Linked DNA regions of Mus musculus: all the other regions are linked to region 1. Evidence: chromatin contacts called from public Hi-C, HiChIP or PLAC-seq and capture Hi-C data. All regions are on one chromosome and are shown on one strand. The core of a region is the stretch at or near the end of the contact, and the rest is flanking DNA. Distances in the headings are between cores, read along the strand shown. Region 1 holds the start of Casc3 (cancer susceptibility candidate 3). Region 2 holds the start of Fbxo47 (F-box protein 47). Region 3 has its middle 3.9 kb from the start of Stac2. Region 4 holds the start of Fbxl20 (F-box and leucine-rich repeat protein 20).

Evidence for each region. A called contact is a pair of places that touch in the nucleus more often than the background predicts. HiChIP or PLAC-seq counts read pairs in DNA pulled down with a chosen protein or histone mark. Capture Hi-C pulls out chosen DNA fragments and counts their contacts.
Region 2: a contact with region 1 is called in a Hi-C map of B cells, with 6 read pairs. The contact joins the promoter of Fbxo47 here to the promoter of Casc3 in region 1. A contact is called at or near these places in 2 of 39 promoter capture datasets (liver and pre-B cells) and 1 of 484 Hi-C or Micro-C datasets (B cells).
Region 3: a contact with region 1 is called in a FOXA1 HiChIP or PLAC-seq map of pancreatic cancer cells. The contact joins the enhancer-like site here to the promoter of Casc3 in region 1. A contact is called at or near these places in 2 of 39 promoter capture datasets (hippocampal neurons and pre-B cells) and 1 of 115 datasets of contacts at active chromatin or transcription factors (pancreatic cancer cells).
Region 4: a contact with region 1 is called in a capture Hi-C map of embryonic tail, with 2.2 times the contacts expected there. The contact joins the promoter of Fbxl20 here to the promoter of Casc3 in region 1. A contact is called at or near these places in 6 of 39 promoter capture datasets (the C10 cell line, cranial neural crest, hippocampal neurons and 2 more) and 1 of 9 other capture datasets (embryonic tail).

The regions. Positions count from the first base shown.
Region 1 is chr11:98,808,306-98,811,556 of GRCm38.p6, reverse strand. It overlaps Casc3 (cancer susceptibility candidate 3), which reads right to left and starts at 1,749. Exons shown (of 14, transcript NM_138660.2): 1 at 1,466-1,749; 2 at 1,071-1,098; 3 at 622-659. The coding sequence starts at 1,693. Gm12359 (predicted gene 12359) reads left to right here and starts at 1,468. Exons shown (of 3, transcript NR_033551.1): 1 at 1,468-1,881.
Region 2 is chr11:97,882,615-97,885,865 of GRCm38.p6, reverse strand. It overlaps Fbxo47 (F-box protein 47), which reads left to right and starts at 1,712. Exons shown (of 11, transcript NM_001081435.1): 1 at 1,712-1,943.
Region 3 is chr11:98,055,745-98,058,995 of GRCm38.p6, reverse strand. No RefSeq gene overlaps it. Among named protein-coding and RNA genes, the nearest start is that of Stac2, 3.9 kb to the right of the region's middle. Within about 2 kb of position 1,440, at least 116 of the 459 cell types and tissues checked have an H3K27ac peak or open chromatin away from gene starts, as enhancers often do. A contact at or near this core is called in hippocampal neurons and pancreatic cancer cells, where this site is marked.
Region 4 is chr11:98,147,886-98,151,136 of GRCm38.p6, reverse strand. It overlaps Fbxl20 (F-box and leucine-rich repeat protein 20), which reads left to right and starts at 1,521. Exons shown (of 15, transcript NM_028149.1): 1 at 1,521-1,821. The coding sequence starts at 1,780.

The DNA.
Region 1 (3,251 bases), core at 500-2,999:
TAAAATAAAGGATGCAGTTTTTTTGTTTGTTTGTTTGTTTGTTTGTTTTGTTTTGTTTTTCGAGACAGGGCTTCTCTGTATAGCCCTGGCTGTCCTGGGACTCACTCTGTAGACCAGGCTGGCCTCGAACTCGGAAATCTGCCTGCCTCTGCCTCCCAATTGCTGGGATTCAAGGCATGCACCACCACGAAGGATGCGTTTTTGCACAAACTATTCAGAATTCTGTCCTTCCAAGATTTCAAAATCATGCATGCATGAGGAGCCAGTCAAGTGGCTGTCTTCTCAATCCAGACATATAAAGGACCCTGTCCAACACCTTGTAAAGGATTTCAGCATCGTATTCTCTGACTCACAAACTCACTTTCTTTACTGAGAATAAATCAACTAAGTGTAACCTGTCCCTTCAAGAGGTGTGGCTTCAAGTTGCAGTCATTAACCGGGCAAGGCTGGAATTAAAGACATGTGCCACCATCACCAGACTTCTAACAGACTTTTAAAAGCACACGAGAAGAATGTATAAGAGAAGCAAGTCAGGGAATTTTTGTACCACACAGCTAGAGGTTTTTTTAAAGAGACATTTTCTGACTTACGCCATAAGGAAAAAGAATCTATCACACTCACTTCTGAATCTTCTGCACTTTCATAATCGGAAAGAACAGCTGAAAGGAAAAGACAAATTATGTGATATGTAATAACATAAACGTTTGTTACTACATTTCTGACAGTTCGTTTTGGGCCAGGCAAACATCCTCACTTAATTTGTGGACGCAGCAACTTTCTGGGGCAGATAAAATTATAGTTTCTGTTGACAGATGGAGAACTTTGGGACCACACTGACGAAAAACTATGCTGTTGTCAGGTGTTATTCTAAGTCACCACAGTGCACTCAATCTGTCACCTTCCAAAAAGGAACCAAACCAAACAAGCATGCTCATCATCACCATGACACAAACGCCACTCCCGGGGAACGCTCTCCAAAAACCCCTAACAAACCGAGAAAGACCCAGTGTAAGATATACATGGCCTTAATTTACATCCACAAGAATTCAAGATAAAGTAAAATTACTCACCATCTCCTTCCATGCCATCTTCACTCTCCTGGGAGGAAGAAGATCACACAGGTTAGAGTTGGTGATTTCCAGACGCGGGGAGCCCACCCGCAGATAACCGTGAGGGACGACTGAAGAATCAACACAGATGGTTGGGTAGGAATATGGGGCAAGATAAATCTTCAGAAGTCACATCGAGAATGGCGGTTCTCTACATCCCAGCCCCAGTTTCCGTGTAAACATTGCACGCCCTGAGCTCAGAAACCACCCAGTCCTCCTTCCCCGGGGCTCTGGGTGGATGCAGATTCGCAGCGGGACAACCTTTCTTTCCCTCTAAGAGGAGGCCCGGCATCTCACAGCATCTCCAGCCCGCCCCCTGCCGGGTCGCCGCCCTGGACCGCCCGCCGCTCACTCACACACTCAGACTCCTCGGCGCTCTTGGCGCCCCCGCTCTCCACCCGCCGCAGGTGAAGGCCCCCGCCGCGGCCGCCGCGCTGAGAAGGCAGCGAGCCACTGCCGCCGCCTCCGACGCTCCCGCTGCAGCTGCCGCCGCCCCGCGCCGGAGAGCCGCTGTCGGAACCCGAAGCCCCGGATTCCTCGTCCTCCGTGTCCTGGGAAGCGCGCTGCCGCCGCCGGTCCGCCATCTTACGGAGAACGGCCACCGCTGGTCAGCTCCTTACGCACCACGCCCGCCGCGGAGGCTGCCGGGAAGCTCGAGACTCCGGAGTCCCAGCGTGCTTCACGTCCAGGGAGGGCCGCCCTTCTTTCCGCGGGGCGGGGCCTGCACCCTGCGGCACGTTTTCTGGAGAGCGAGATGACGTCTGTCGGTGATGTAAGGAGGCGTGGCCTAGCGCTTTATTTCCCCACACCCCCACACCCCTAGCCCCGGCGGGCGGAGGGCGCCTGGGAGCGGGGCTATTGCATCCTCTTCGGGTTCTTAGCTCGGCCATCTTGGACTTTCCTTGGGGAGGGTTTCGAGCTCTTCTAGCTCCAGTGCGACGTTGGAGCAATTGCATGATTTTCGTTTTCCATTGCTCGCTTTCCCCTGAATTCTATACAGAACATTTTACTGTATTCCTTCGCATGGTTAAAAATCACGAGTCCAGGTGAAAAAGCCTTTAGTCCTGCGTCAGTTGCCAGCTCTTCACCTCAGTCTAAATTTAGGGGAAAGGAGAAACTGCAGTGGGGACAGAACTTAGTATTGCGGTGTTTCCTGGGTGTATTCAAAATCTCCTTTCTCCATGTGTCTTCCTAACCTAGTTATCTCATTTTGAGAACTGAAGGTTGGAAGGACACTAGTCTTACTATGCTTTTAAAACATCAGAGCTGGATCACCCTTGACTAGTTAAGAGGCTAGTTTTGGACCCTCTCTGCCCCTTCAATGTCTCGAGGTATTAGTTTCAAATCCTGGTGCATTGTTACTCTACAGAGAATGCTTTGGGTATGCATTTATCAGCAGTGAAAGAAAACTCAGCACAACTACCTTGCAGCAACATATAGTTTGTAAGCTAATTTATTACTGCATATTGTTAATATACATCAAATAGATGAGTTAAGAGGACTCTGAGCTGTTTTCATAAATAGCTAAAGGTCCCCACTGCTTACCAGATCTATAAACAGTATGAGACTCCAAGGAATCATGACTGTCTGCAGGGACTGATTCAACTGGTGACAGGTGGCCAAATGTATCATGGAGTTCAGCTCCAGAAACAACTGCCTGAACTCAAAATGGAGGATGCATGATTTAATAAGTGTGAAAGGCATAAGAATCTTATCCATCACAATCTAAAATGGTGCAGCAAGACTGCCAAGTTGAGTGTCTAAATAAGGACAAGGATAGCATGCCACTTTGTCCTTTAGTTGTTTGGTCGGAATCCAGCTTGGGATGTTTTTTTTCTTTTTTCTTTTTTTTTTTTTTTTTTAAGAAAATCTATGACCTCAAGCTAGCCTTTTCATCACTCGGGACCCACCAGCTTCAGCCTCCCCAGATGCAGGCTATGAGGGGACAATACCTGTAATCCTGCTCTGGATCCTACTTTCTTTTGTTTTTTGAGACAGGGTCTCATGGAAGCTAGGCTGATCTTGAACCTGGGGCTCTCCTGGCTGTGTGGGTGCTTGGGATAGCAGTCCTCCTGAGAAACAGTTGTGAGAAACGGTCAATGTTTAGCATGAATAGACAGATGGTCTGGGGTCCCACATGAG
Region 2 (3,251 bases), core at 463-2,962, 930 kb after region 1:
TTGAGTACAAGAATTAAGGTACAGGATAAGGAAGGCAGGGGGCAGGTAGTACTGAAGTATCTGTCCTAATTTAGTAAATGAGATACGAGACAGGTCATCTCAAGGTTACAGCACCACTTGGGGAAGTAAGTATGGCTACAGAAAAAGTCATGTAAAGTGGGTTTTTTTTTTTTTTTTTTTTTTTTTGCTTTTTGGGGGTAGGGTGGGGGTTTGAACCTGGGACCTCACATCTGCTAAGTACATACTAATGCTAATGCTCCCAACATCTAAGAGGTACAGATTTCCAAAAGAAACCTGGAGGAAGATTTAGAAGAGGGAAGTCAGGACTTTGAGGATGCTAGGGGTGGAAACTAGGCTCCAGTGTGTTCTAGGCAAGCATTCTACCGCTAGGCTACTCCAACCCAGGGAAGTCAGGGTATCTGTTATCTACTTTAACTGGTTGTTTGGTTTTCTTGTGTTTCTATGTGGATAGGTGTTTTTCCTGAATATATATGCCTATGTACCTGAGGAGTCTAGGAGGCCTGGACTACAAGAGACCCAGTCTCAAATAATATGTATCATTCTGTTATATCTTTAAGGCCTCCCAGACAGCCTGCCCCACTGCAGGCTTCCATCTGAATCAAGCCCTGCATACTGGATCATGATTTTTGTAATCCCAGCACTGTAACTGGCTCATGCAAGAGTCAGAGGTTTAGGCTAGCCTAGCACTACCCAACAAGACCTTGTCTCAAAGAAAAAGAGAAAAGAAAAAGACACAGAATCTGTAAATAAATGAGAATTTAATATTAAGGGCTTTGGGGGTGGGGTGGTTGAGCCAGATTCTCAAGTAGCTTAGGCTGGTTTAGCCTCCTGCCTCCATCGGGAAATGCCATCACACCAGGCATCTAACAACTTTTTAATGAAAAGCTCTTGTGACAGATCCTGTTGGCCCAGGGGAAGAGTGAATCGGAAACTGCCTTAAAACTGAGTGTAGGGATGGAGAGATGGCTCAGTGGTTAAGAGCACTGACTGCTCTTCCAGAGGTCCTGAGTTCAATTCCCAGCACCCACATGGTGGCTCATAACCATCTGTGATGAGAACTGATGCCCTCTTCTGGGTGTCTGAAGACAGCAAAAGTGGACTCCTAAACGTAAAGTAAATAAAATCTTTTTTTTAAAACCTGAGTGTAAAAAAACGTAGTGGAGCGTATAACTCCTCCAAGTTTGAGATCTCCATTTACAGCCTCCCCACTTACCCTACCATAAGAGCTCCCGTTTCTCCCGTTCAGCAACTTGGTGTCTAAAATGGAGGTAGCACGGGCTTTTAAGGGCCTCACTCCGAATAACATCCCTGAACAGGAGGGCACCATGGGAGCCTCTGCTTAGTATTCATGAGAGGGCGTGGCCTGCTTGGGGGCGTTTCCCGAGAAGGTTCTGGGTATTCATAAGGGAAAGACTGAAGAGCCGAGGTTTCTTTCTATTCGCGAGGGGGTGGGGCCTCCTCCCGTGCGTGGACTCCTGGGAGTGCTCCGAGCGATTCAAGAGAGGAGGCAAAAGAGCCGAGGATCCCGGCGTCTCATCCTTTCTTGAGAGGGTGAGGCTCCGCCCGCAGGGTTCCCGGGAGATCTCTGAATATTCATGAGGGGAGGGGCAGAGGAGGCGAGGCTGCTCGATATTCATGAGGGGGCGGAGCCTCCTCCCGCTGGGGCTCCTGGGAGAATTCTAAAATCTACTTGAGGCGACGGGGGCGCCCGAGAGCTGAGGACGCAGCTCCGGGGCGGAGCGGAGAGAGCGGAGCAGGATCCGCCCCCATTATCTGGCGGGAAAAGCCTGAGGAGATTTTTTTTTTTAATTTTTTATTTATTTTTATTTTTAAGTATTTGTGAAATCTGAGGATGGTGGGACGAGACGACTAAATCCCACTTTCCTGTGATACTGTAGCCGGAAAAACTGTCGAAATCTGTGGTAACAAGTGTTTTATATTCCCCAGTACTTCCGGTAGAAATAATTGCGTGTTTTTCAGCAGGTCCTATTTGATTTTTATGCGGGCCAGTTTCTGCTCTGGTTCCCTAGGTGACCTCTTTGGCGGTGTTTAGCGCTGGCAAAGGAACGTTAAGACAAAGCGCGGTGACTTGCTGGGGTATTTTTTCCCCTCCGGAAGAGGGTGTGGGGGCAGGGACGAGGTCGGCGCCCTTAGACCCGCCCCGTTCTCGGTGCGTGGGCGGGGCAGTGCTGCCTGTCACCGGCTCCTCGGAGGCCGAGGCAGGAGGCTCGAGAGTTCCACGCCCGCCGGGGAGCCACAAGGGAAAAACTGTATCCCATTGTCACAGGGCTTGTGCGCTTCGTACCTTCAGGCTAAGGGGAAAGCAGGAAGAGTTTGGTAGGAAATAGGTACTGTTTCCACAAAATCCTGCGCTCCTCCACCCCTAAAATAGGTCTGAGGGAGGAAAGGGAGACTTAAATGTTGGGGTTTTGTTTTCTTTTGTTTTGTTGGCTTTTTGTTTGTTTGTTAGTTTGTTTCCACTACAGTGTTTCTTTGTGAAACCACCCCAGCTGCTGTGGGACTTGCACTGTTAGACTCCCACAGACCAGGCTGACCTCGAACTCAGCCTTTGTCTCCCTTGTTGCTGGGACTATAGCTGTTCGCCAGTTGAGTCTAAGTTTTGAAATAACTGGGATCAGTTGGTTTTTGTTTTTTTTCTCTCAGAGATTTAAGTGAAAAATTATACATACACGTTATGTCTATACCCTTAATAGGTGATAAAGACCCCTGGGAGGAGGTTGTTTAGCCCCACACTAGTCTGACTAGGATGGAAGTTTCTGGAAGAAAAAGCAAATTTATGTTTTATTATAGTAAAAATACTTGAAAATTCTGTAGTAAGCATGGCAGTGGTGTTGCACGCCCTTAATCTCAACACTTGGTAGGCAGAGGCAGATGGATCTGTGTGACTGGATCTCTGTGAGGCCAGCCTGGTCTACTGAGTGAGTCCCAGGACAGCCAGCATTATTACACAGAGAAAATAAGGAAAAAAAAAAAGGTAAGAAAGAAAGAGAACAAAAGAAAAATTAAAATTAATAACAACCTTTTTAATTAAGTCAATCAGAATTCTTCCACTTGGAATTACATGAGGATATTAAAATACATATTCTTGTAGAAATACATGTATTGGCATTGAATTAAATTGTAATAAGATTACAAAATAGTATGAGTCCTTACTTTTTTGTCGAAAATGAATACATAAATACAATTTTCACAGTAATATAAACACCAAA
Region 3 (3,251 bases), core at 191-2,690, 750 kb after region 1:
ACTACTGTCTGTTTTGTGTTCTTCTTTCCAGACAATGTTTACTAGCCTCCAAAATCTTACGCAGCTTCAAGAGGTTCGCAGACGCCCTTAAACTCAACCAGAAGTCCAGAACGGAGGGTTCCCAAGAACAATAACAATAGTCACTAATCAAGCCGGGTGTGGTGGCACAAGCCTTTAATCCCAGCACTTGGGAGGCAGAGGCAGGCAGATTTCTGAGTTAGAGGCCAGCCTAGTCTACAGAGTGAGTTCCAGAACAGCCAGGGCTATACAGAGAAACCCTGTCTCAAAAAACCAAAAAAAACCCAAAACCAATAGTCACTGATCATGCACCTCCTCTCGCCAGCTTTTTCCTCATTTCCTCCTCAAGATGGTGGGGGGAGGGACAGGTAACTCGGCCGATAAAGGCGGTATCTGTCAAACCTGAAGACCCAAGTTCAGTCTCTAGGTTCTACCGAGGAATGAGAAATTCGGTTTCCAAACACAAATTGTCTTCTGGCCTTCAACCCGCTTGTCCTGGCCGGGAGCACTTGCCTACATGTCTGTACGGATGCCAGCCATGATGGTACAAATCTAAAATCCCCACAACCGTCCTGTTGCTCTGTTAAACACCAGGACCAAAGCCACTCGAGAGGAAAGGATCCGATTCCCCTTACATTTTACAGTCCATGGAGAAACACTGCTGACTGGCTTGCCCCCTGCTTCTCCCAGCTAGCTTCCTTATATAACCCTGGACCATGTGCCCAGGGGTAGCACCGCCTACAGTGTGCTAGGTCCTGCTCCACCAATCAGCAATCAAGACAATGCTATACAGACATGTGCACAGGCCAATCGGGTGAAGGCAGGTCCTCCATTGCGGTTCCCTCTTGCCAGGTGAGTCAAGCTTGCAAATGAGATTAGTCATCAGAGTAACCCTAGGCTAGACTCAGACTTACAGGAGTCCTCCTGCCTCTACCTCTCCACTCTGTTTATTGCCCCTATTGTAACCCAAATTATTCCAACCTAGTTGAATCTACTTCAGCCATTCTAAAAAGAAAACAAAGTTTACCCTCAAATTAAGACTCTTTCTGGTCATAAAAGGAGAACAAAGATCATTCAGGAATAAGAATGGGTCTCAAAGTGATGAACACGTTGCATCCTTACATGGCTCTGAAGTCCTCTGGTTCACCCCCACTGCTCCAGTCTCAAGCGTTTCTGCCACTCACAAAATTCTACTCTCCTATTAAGCAAAGCCAGCAATCCCTCACCCCTCCTAAGGGGGCGTCCCAATCCCCACAACCATCCTGAGGGGGGCACTTCCAGGCACCTGGCTCTCGCTCCGCCCACCCCACGTCTGAGCAGCGACAGTGACCCTCCTTCCGAGGAGAAGCAGACGTGTGGCTGCTTCAGCCCTGTCCCTGAGCCACTGCAGTGGGAGTAGTCAGCTCTGAAAGCAATGACTCACACTTAGTTCATGAAAGACTGCTCTGAAATACAAAAGCTGCAGCCAGGAAGGACGCCCAGAGGTCATTGGATCCAGCCCCCTGCCTCCTCCACTGTGGCCCCACAAATGGCTAGACCAGAAACGCCCTGGATCGGGGGGTCCACCGACTTCCTGACTCCTTGGGTGAGTGGTACCTCTGGCTCCCCTGGGACTTCACCCCTGGCATCCATCAGGATCTCCCTGCCTATGGATCATCACTCTCTCCATGGACTAGAATACGAGGCTTCAAACGGCCAAGGAGGGAGAGCCAAGGAGACTGCGTTCTTACTGCTCCTCTGGGAAAAGAACTGGAAAAGCACAAATCTTCCAGAAGAAAGGAGAGGAAGGGGAAAGAGAGCCCTTTACACTGGATTTGCCTACTCTGAGTGGAATCCTGGTCACTCTTCCATTCTCCGCCAGAGACAGGAGCGTGGCCCACCATGGCACAGTCACCCTCATCCATCGTTATCATGTTCGTTTGTTTGTTTGTTGGGGGAGGCGCGCGCATCCTGGCATGTATGTGGGGGTCTGAGGGTCAGAGATCAATTTTCTGTTTTATTTTTTTCTATTTTGGGAGCCAGGAATGGAATTGAGACAGGGTTTCTCTGCGCAGCCCTGGCTGTCCTGGTGCTCACTCTGTAGACCAGGCTGGCCTCAAACTCAGAGATGCACCTCCCTTTGCATGGAACTAAAGGTGTGCACCACTACTGCCTGGCAAAAATAAAAAATAAAAATAAAATAAAAAAATTAAGGATTAGAGAGATGTCTCAGTGGTTAAAAGAACTGGCTGTTCTCACAGATCTTGAGATTTGATTCCCAGCACCCACGTGGCAGCTTATGGTTCACAACCATCTGTAACTCCAGTTGTCTCCTGCACCCTCTTCTGGCTTCCACGGGCACCAGGCATGCAATGGTGCACAGCATACATGCCAGCAAAATAACTCAAACATATAAAGTAAAAATAAAATAATTAAAAGCAGGTTGGTGCAGCCGGGCGTGGTGGCGCACGCCTTTAATCCCAGCACTTGGGAGGCAGAGGCAGGCAGATTTCTGAGTTCGAGGCCAGCCTGGTCTACAGAGTGAGTTCCAGAGTTCCAGGACAGCCAGGGCTACACAGAGAAACCCTGTCTCGAAAAACCAAAAAAAAAAAAAAAAAAAAAAAAGCAGGTTGGTGGCATGAACCTTTAATCCCAGGACTCAGGAACTGAGGCAAGCAGGGGTTTGTTTTTGGTTTTGTTGTTTTTGGTTTTTTTTTTTTAAACCTCCAAATCCCAGCTTTTAGAAAAAAAACAGGAATACCTTACCCCAGAAGAGACCCCTGTCTATTCTAAAACAGAAAATATGTTCATGTTCTGTGGTGCTGGGGAATGAATTCTGAGCTTGTGTGTAGCAGGCAAATGGCAAGGAGTCTGGTGCCCATTGCTAGTTCTCATTGAGGAATTGAGAGTCTCATTGAGTGTCTCAATAAATGGCTGAGGTGGGCCTTAAGGTTGCTCTTTAATGCGAATAGATCGACCTTCTTCCACAGCATCCTGAATAGCTGGGACTACAGCTATGCTGGGACTGCAGCTATGCTCTGCTATGCTTACTCCAGCCCTGGGCTGGTAGAGAGCCTCATGATTCTCGGTGTCCCGTGCTGCCCAGGAAAACAAATGGGCTATGGGGGTACAATCCTCAGAGGGGCAGGAGGGTCTTCAAAGGCTAATCATGAGGGTTCCTTTGGGGAGACACTTTGGAGGGCTGAGTTCAGTATCCACCTTGGTTCCTTTCAGTAGAGTCAGGAGCCAGAGGA
Region 4 (3,251 bases), core at 272-2,771, 660 kb after region 1:
AAAAAAAAAAAAAAAGGAACATTTTATTTTAGGGACTATAAATCATAAGTTTTTTTTAAAAAAGGTTCACAACATTTTGCTCTTTTAGTTTTTAAAGAGGACCAGCCTTTCTCTCTTTTTGTACACATTTGCTTATTTCATGTATGTGGGTATACTGTAACACTTTTGCTCTTAAAAGTTCATCTTTTTCAAGTTCTAAAACTAAGTAGAAAAGGTCTGACGACAAACTCGTAATTGCTTTGAGCATAAAATTGGAAGCAGTATTAAGGTCTAATTAGGACGGCTGGGATTTATGGTAGTTTTTAATATTTCAGGTTTGGTACATTTTGTAATGTCTCTGACGGAGCAATTTCACTCTCGGTTGTTTCATAATTCGTGGAAAATAGGTCATAGATTTTGGAAGTCTTGAAGGCTGGAGTTAACAAAAAGATGACAGACTACCTTTTATACTAGGAGCGAAATCCAATGGAAGAGTTTCCTATGGGCAACCGCCCCCGCCTACTCGCTCCTACATGCTTGTTTCTCCCGCCGAAATGGCGTCACGCCGTGGCTCTCACGAACCAGCTCTCCGATTGGAGGGTGAGCAGCCGCTGCAGCCCATTGGGCGCCAGCGGCCGGAGGGGCGGGGACGCCAATGGCCCTTGTGCCTTGCCCGCCCCCACCCGATTGACGCCAGCCCCTCCCCCGGCCCAAGGAATGGGTACTGGGCTGGGGCATTGCACCCCCTGATCCCGAGGTGTAGCCTCGCTGCCAGCTCCTGTGCAGAGCTGGCGCTACGTCCTCCTCTTAGCGCAACCAGCTCCTGCCTTCTGGAGCCTGGCACTGAGAGCCATCCGCCCCGCAGGGGCCCCCCAGGCCTCCCTGCAGCACCCCGTAATGCAATTCACCGGGGTGGGGGAGGCGGCGGCAGCACCTACGGCGGCAGCGGCGGCGGCACTGCCCCAACCTAGAGACGTCTAGAAAGAGGAGGAAAATGGCTCCGAGCAGGGACCGCCTGCTGCACTTTGGGTTCAAGGCGACAGTGAGTGATAGAGGACGGGAGCTGGGTGGTCAGAAAGACGTGGGTGCCAGCTCAGGCCGCCGGGGAAGTGATCAGATCAGAGCTGGGGACCCTAGGCTGAAAGCTCAGGTTCCGCGTGGGTCGCTACGTGCCAGTGAGCCCTCGCAGTGCTGGAGGGGATCCGGTGATGTTCCTGTCCCTGTTCTGCTCTTCTCGCCGGTCCGCGGGCACGCGCGCACTCGCACCCGCCCCACAGCACACACACCGTGCCCCCCCCCCCCACGCCCGCGCGCGCACCGAAGCAGGCGCGCACTTGGGCACTTCCCTGCTTCTCCTTGTCCTGGTGGGCTGGCGCCCGGTCACCCCACGTTCCAGGCGCTCGCGGGCTCACCGTCCGGGGCTGCGCCGGGTGGGGGAGGGGTGGGCTCGCGCCGCCGCCGCCGAGCGCTCCTCCCCTCCCCCGACGTTCCGAGGCCCGGGCGGCTCTGCCCAATGAGGAGCGGCGTTGCTGGCAGGTGGGGAGTGTTTTTGTTTTGGGTTGAAGTTGAGGCTTTGGAGAGGACCGAGCTAGCGACTGGCAGTCGTCGCGGCCGCGGACGCCGCGGGCGGTGGTGGAGGCCCCCGCGGGACTCGAGCGGTCGCTCCTCCGCGTCGGCCGGGCGAGCCTCGCCTTGCTGCCGCCGCCGCCTCCCGCTCCCGGAACTCCGGGGCCTGCCCTGGCCCCTATCTTTGCACTCCGCACGCCGCAGCGCCCTGCCCGGGCCGCACCCGCCGGCCCCATGAGGAGGGACGTGAACGGAGTGACCAAGAGCAGGTTTGAGGTGTGAGCTCGGAGGGGTCTCGGGCGGCGGCGAAGGCCAGCTCTCGCACCCCAAACAGTAGCTCGACCGGAGCCTCCTCCCTTGTGCGGCCCGCCACCCGCCCCCGATGCGGCCGCCGGCGTCCTCCCCTGCTTGCGACCCGCAAGCCCCGCGCACCGGCTTGCCTCGCCTTCCGGGAGGTTCGCCTGCTGCCCCTTCCACCCGCGGGCCCTGGCCGGGATTAGCCCTGGCGCCCTAAATCCCCCCTCCCCCATAACACCCAGCTTCCCATTCTCTGCCCAGCCCTTGGCTAGCCTCCTTCCACCACGCAGTGAAAGCACTCAGTCCCCGACTGGCCAGCGCCTGCTGCCTTCGTGAATCTCCACCCGAGCGGGAATCGATTAGTCCTCGGTGGAAGTAGGAAGTTGGGGGTGGTAGTAAACTGGGACGATAGAGGCGACTGTGGGGTTTTCGTGCTGTTTGGATATTCTAATACTTCCTCTTCCCCGTGTAGTCTAATACTTTTGTGGTTCATTGTTTATTGGGAACTTAGATATCTGTTCCGAGAATGCGAGGAAGGTCTGAGAGCCTTCGGAGAACCCATTCCTGGTTTGTTTTGTTTTGTTTTTTTGTTTTGTCTTAAGTTTGTCCTCTGAAAAGGAGGTTTGTAGTCTTGGAATGGAACCGTACATAGTCAGAAAGATCTTTAAAAGCGAGTTCACGACTGAGAAAGGGATTCCTTTGGGAAGTATCCTAAGTACTGGTGAAATGAAATACAGTAGTTTGGAGATGTGCTGGAGGTTTCATTGGTAGGCCGAGAGACAAAGAAACTTACACAAGAGAAAATGTTACCTGGCCTTTTCTGGCAGAGGCTCAGGCTGACTGACCTGTGCTGGGCCCAGGCTCAGTGTTCATCTCACTTGCTGGCTTCCTGTCTCCTCTCTCTTGTTGTATTTTTAACACCCAGTGTTTCCCTTCAGCTCCCTTTAAAAGATAAATTTGAGACAAAAAGTTTGTGGGCTTCGGGTGAAAGTCTCACCTAGGGGCGAAACTTCTGTATAGTCTTAGTATTTCTTGAAAAAGTATTTATAGTTATAAAGTTAAGGTAGGAGGGAGAGCTGTGGAGAGACTGTAAATTCAGACTTAGTATGCCAAGTCGCAGTGAGGAGTGGAGAACTTCATTGGTTACATTAGAGTTTTCATTTGTAACTTAATGGTGGGTTGGGGGAGAGGCATAATAATAAAAACTGCCTATGTAAAATGTTGTATTGCTCTAAAGTGGAGCCGCCAAAGAGAATAATTTATGGTGGTTTCAAGTTCAGTACTACTGTGAAAGTCTTTACCATTGAAATTACTACCTGGACACCTGACAGTTTAGGGTTACCCAAAAGAGTTCAAAAGGAAGAGTCCAAAACTTCGATAGTTCTTGACCGACTTGCTATTCCGAGTGG